2 separate regions of the Sus scrofa genome follow, and region 1 is linked to region 2. A link is a contact called in public HiChIP or PLAC-seq data. All regions are on one chromosome and are shown on one strand. The core of a region is the stretch at or near the end of the contact, and the rest is flanking DNA. Distances in the headings are between cores, read along the strand shown. Region 1 holds the start of LOC100625971 (zinc finger protein 613). Region 2 holds the start of LOC100737585.

The links. HiChIP or PLAC-seq counts read pairs in DNA pulled down with a chosen protein or histone mark.
Region 1: an H3K27ac HiChIP or PLAC-seq map of alveolar macrophages shows a contact between it and region 2. The contact joins the promoter of LOC100625971 here to the promoter of LOC100737585 in region 2. A contact is called at or near these places in 1 of 5 promoter capture datasets (liver) and 1 of 2 datasets of contacts at active chromatin or transcription factors (alveolar macrophages).

The regions. Positions count from the first base shown.
Region 1 is chr6:58,187,707-58,190,426 of Sscrofa11.1, forward strand. It overlaps LOC100625971 (zinc finger protein 613), which reads right to left and starts at 1,405. Exons shown (of 9, transcript XM_013995152.2): 1 at 1,203-1,405; 2 at 586-665. It overlaps LOC100517161 (zinc finger protein 84-like), which reads left to right and starts at 1,415. Exons shown (of 5, transcript XR_002344783.1): 1 at 1,415-1,838.
Region 2 is chr6:58,052,248-58,054,947 of Sscrofa11.1, forward strand. It overlaps LOC100737585, which reads right to left and starts at 1,309. Exons shown (of 14, transcript XM_013998720.2): 1 at 1,162-1,309; 2 at 880-1,078.

The sequences.
Region 1 (2,720 bases), core at 155-2,654, 140 kb after region 2:
TTACAATAGTCAAAAGTGGAACTCAAATATCCATCAACTAATGAAAGAGAAAAAAAAAGCGCTATACATTCACAATGTATACATTCTCAATGAAAAGGAATGAAGTACAGAATCATGGTACCACATGGATGAACCTTGAAAGCATTATGCTAAGTGAAAGAAGCCAGTTACAAAAACCACCTATCATATGACTGAACATATAAAATACCCAGAATAGGCAAATCTATAGAGACCGAAAGTAAGATAGCGGTTGCTCTAGGATGGGGAGAATGGAAGTTGAATTGATATAAACAGCCGCAATATGATTAAGAAAAAGATAACCAACCTAACATAGAAAATAAATACACAACTTATAAAATGTTTATTCACCCTTAGCATGTGCAAAGATTAAAAGATTGATGAGGTGGTTAGGAAACAGGCACTCTGACAGAATCAGCACCCCACCACCCCCAATCTAAAATAAGGGTAATACTTATGTCCACCATCAATAGCTTTCAGAATATTAAGATCATGTTACTATTATGTTTGAAATAGTCCCTCATTCAAAAAAAAATGTGTATACACTTAATAAAAATTAGCTCTTACTTTTCAGTTGGAGTTCTTGGGGGAGGATGGATAACAGCCGGTAAAATGTATTCATTAATAGAACATTTTTGCACAACAACCTGGAAAAAAAATCAATCCAATTAAAAGTTTTCATTCTCATTGAATGAAAGTTCTACTAATTTCAGTAATTCCAATTCTACTAATTTCTTCACTAGAAAAAGCATGTAAAAATGACTGAATTGGGGAGTTCCCATCGTGGCACAGTGGTTAAGGAATCCAACTAGGAACCCTGAGGTTGCGGGTTCGATCCCTGGCCTCGCTCAGTGGGTTAAGGATCCAGCGTTGCCAGTGAGATGTGGTGTAGGTCACGGAGATGGCTTGCAGCTGGCATTGCTGTGGCTGTGGTGTAGGTAGGCGGCTACAGCTCTGATTAGACCCCTAGCCTGGGAACCTCCATATGCCGCAGGTGCGGCCCTAGAAAAGAAAAAAAGACCAAAAAAAAAAAAAAATTGAATTGAAATAAAGTCTGCACAGAAATTTCTACCAAGAGTTTCTGGCCCTCTATTCCTCCCCATTTGACCACCCTCCACCTCAGTCAGGTCAGAAACAAAACCCCTCCCTCGCTATCAGCTCTATCCTCCCAACAGCGCTCTCACCTTTCTCCCTGGAGGTGTCACCAAACTTTCACCACCAGTCTTTTCCTTTAACAAAATTTGTTTACTCTGGGCCCACAGTGGGACATGCTACCTCCCTGGTACCACCCTGACTTCTCCAAACCCTACGCTGTTCTGGAAAAGCATTCCTGGAAACCACTCCACGGGCTCCCAACTCCCTAAAGGTCGCTTCCTTTTCCCTTAAGGATGTGCGCACCTTTTTTAAGATGGCCGCGCCCACTGTGGTTGTGTAGCTTGGTACGTAGAAGAGACAAAGTGGAAGTGGACATCTTTGGGGTTGCGGCGCCTTTCTGGGTTGAGACCCGGGTCTCCCCGGAGATGGGCTAGAGCACGCGCACTGCCCTGTGCGACATTGCGATTGGCGTTAAGCCGACAAGTTTTGGGGGGCAGGAAAAGTGGTTGTACGGCAGATCTTCCAAGATGGCGGTTCCCACCGCCAGGGCGCTGCCATACTCTGTCACAGTGTCTTTGTCTAAAAGACGTGAAAGCTAAAGGGAATCTTCGTCGATCGAAGGTTGGCGGCCTACAGACTCGAATGCTACGGAAGCTAAACTCGATTTCCGAGGAGGAACAGCTAAGTTTGTGAATCAGCTGGTGCACGAAGGATCTACTTGGGGGGTAGGGTCTCAGTTTCGCGTTCTGGGAGCAGAAGTAGTTTGAGCTTTGCGGAGATACGAGCTTTGAGGTAGGGGAGGGCTACGGGGAGTCGGTGAGAGGAGCGAGCCCTTGTAGGACAGGGGATGCATTCCATGGTTCAGGAAGCGGGATGGTCAGAAATGAGGATGGCCTGCAGAGGGTCAGGATATTGGGAAAGATTGGAGTTGGCGTGGGGTTACTCTTTGTGGGAGAAGTCAGTGGCTGGGTGGCATTGGAGGCAAATCAGTGTTTGCCACGACCTAGGGAGTGGGTCAGTGACTGGGATGCACTTGGGTGAAGAGGTCAGTAACAGGAGCATCTTTGGGGGGAAGATTATTGATTGGGGGTGAATGACAGGACATCAGTGATTGGGTTGTCCCTGTAGGAAGTCAGGAATTGAGGTTTCTTTGAGGGCGTGTCTGAGCCTGAAAAGGTCTTCTGGGGGAAGATCTGCTTTGGAAGCCTTAGAGGGATGTCAGCGATTGGCGAATCCCTGGAGGAAGGTCAGCGACTGGGGAATCCTTGGGGTATAAGTGAGTGATTGAGAGCTCTCTGGAAAATTCACTAATGGGAATGCCCATGGTGGGAGGTAAGTGATTGACACCGCTTTGACTGGCAGTTTGGTGTTTTTTAATGTCCTTGGCTTAGGTGAGTGTTTGGGACATAGGTAGGGGATGCGGGTCAGCGACTGGGGCATCATTCCAGATGGTCAGTGAGTGGGGTGTCCTTGTGGGTAGGTTAGTTCTTGGGGCAGTTTTGTTTCTTGTCTTTGAGGGTCTCCAGTGGTCACTGAGAATCATGGGAATCTGAGTTTGGGTCTGGGTATGCTGATGATAATCTGTTAGAAGTCATGATTTATGTCAG
Region 2 (2,700 bases), core at 59-2,558:
ATAAATGAATAAAATGAAAATTCTGTCAGTAAAGAAGAAAGTGTGAGGAGTTCCCGTCGTGGCGCAGTGGTTAACGAATCCGACTAGGAACCATGAGGTTGCGGGTTCAATCCCTGGCCTTGCTCAGTGAGTTAAAGATCCGGCGTTGCCGTGAGCTGTGGTGTAGGTCGCAGACGCGGCTTGGATCCCGCGTTGCTGTGGCTCTGGCATAGGCCAGTGGCTATGGCTCCGATTAGACCCCTAGCCTAGGAACCTCCATATGCCGCTGGAGCGGCCCTAGAAAAAGCAAAAAGACCAAAAAAAAAAAAAAAAAAAAAGAAGAAGAAGAAAGCGCGAATGTACATCGGGCAAATAAGCAACACTATTCATTGCTATGAGGGCAGGTGTTGGCAAGCATTTTCTGCAAAAGGATAGACAGTATACGTTTCTACTATGAAGGTTGAAATCTGTCCTGAGAACTCAATTCTACCTTTGCAGGGCGAAAGCAGCCAAAGAGAAACACAACGGATGGGCGTGGCTGGATTAGTCCCTGGGTCAGCAGTTACTTAAGCCCCGAACACAAGGCTAAAAACCAGGCAGTTTCAAACTGCTGCTCCCAGAATACCGCCTTGGTACCCAGCGGTCGAGGTTGGAACCTCAACCCAACTAACAGCCAGGAATCCTAGGCGCCCAAACCTAGCAAGTTTCTCTGTACGACAGACACGGACTACACACTCCCTTGTTAATCCGAAATCTGGACCAGACACCCATTAGATGACCATCCAAGGAAGCACCAATAACACCGAACCCCATATTAATTCTCGAACCTCAACCAAAACCTGTGTTCATCATAAATACGACCTGCACCCTTAACAAAGTGATTTGCAAAGACCCCCATACCCTGCTGATCCGGACTTGGTTGCTGATCTCCACAAATTCTTAATCGTTCTAAAGACCACCCTCCGCAAGGTACTCCAACCACAGACAGACGGGTCCCGGTTACTCTCAAATACTTCTACTTTGGTGATTCTCACCAGACTCGGCAATTGTTCCGTTAAGTCCACATTACACGGCGTCCACCCTATGCGTTGACATCACCCTGTAAGAGACAAACCTTCTATGGGTCAAAACACACACACACACACACACACAAAACTTCAAGGGACAAATGCACACACTGACCGGATTTTCTCCAGCCAGCAAGAGGAGTCTAAACCTAACACCTTCCAAGAACCGCTTCTACTTGGCTGTCGCACACATTTTCCGTCCACCTACGGCGGCTGAATTGGGTCTGAGACGTTTGTGGAAACGCGGAAGAACGGGTTTCCGGTAGTTCCTAGAAAGGCAATATGTCTGCGCCCGGTCGCCGGGGCGCCAGTGGGCGGCCACGTTGGGACACTTTACGTACAAAAGGCCGAGGGTGCGGGCTTCCGGGAGGGAACCTGGGGTGGCTGGGAAAGTGAGAAGCCGCTGAATTTAATCTCATTTTTTGCCACGTCCACACTTTAGGAAATGAGCCGATTTTCAGAAACGCGAGGTTTCTAAAGAAAGTATGGAGCTACTTAAACTTCGCCTTGGGGACTGAGCAGTAAAGGAATATCCCGGTGGCCTTTATTTTATACTTTATATTGGGGTCGGGTTTAGAAACTGACAAAGAGTTAAACTGCTGGTGTAGCAGCAGAAAATGAACTCTGGAAAAAGAAAAGGTAATCGGACATCCGCAGAAAGATTTGGAGGTAAATTTCTTGCAGGAAGCAGCTTTTTTTTTTTTTTTTTTTTTTTTTTTTTCTATTTCTTGGGCCTCTCCCGCGGCATATGGAGGTTCCCAGGCTATGGGTCTAATCGGAGCTGTAGCCACCGGCCTACGCCAGAGCCACAGCAACGTGGGATCCGAGCCGCGTCTGCAACCTACACCGCAGCTCACGGCAACGCCGGATCGTTTAACCCACTGAGCAAGGGCAGGGACCGAACCCGCAACCTCATGGTTCCTAGTCGGATTCGTTAACCACTGCGCCACGACGGGAACTCCAGGAAGCAGCTTTTAAGGCCCGAATAAGATTTTTTTTAAAAACTGGCAGTGTGAAACAGGTGATGACATTCTAGAGGAAAAGAGAGAGCTGAGACAAGCCTAAATTTTGACTGGGATTGGGACCTCGGGGAAGTACAGTCATCACTAATAATCAGAGAATTGCAAATCAAACCTGCAATGAAAGACCGCCTCACAAAGTCAGAATGACCATCTTATAAAGTCTACAAATAACATAGGCTGGAGGGCGTGTGGAGAAAGGCAACAGTTCCTATGTGTTGATGGGAATGTACAATGGTGCAGCCACTATGGACAACAGAATGTAAGTTCCTCAAAAAACTAAAAATAGTAACTCCTGCTATGGCGAGTGGGTGAAGAATGTAATTGCACCCTGCCTGCTGCAGAGGTGCAGGTTAGACCCCAAGCCCAGCGCAGTGGGTTAAAGGATCCCACATGGTTGCAGCTGCCACTTGGATGCAACCTCTGGCCCCAGAACTTCCATAGGCTGTGGGTACCATTAAAAAAACAAACAGGATTTCCCTTTGTGGCTCAAATCCAACTAGTCTCTATGAGGATCCGGCATTGCCATGAGCTGTGGCGCAAGTCAAAGACATGGCTGGGATCTGGCGTTGCTGTGGCTGTGGCCAACAGCTGTAGTTCCAGTTTGACACCTAGCCTAGGAAACAAACACCTAA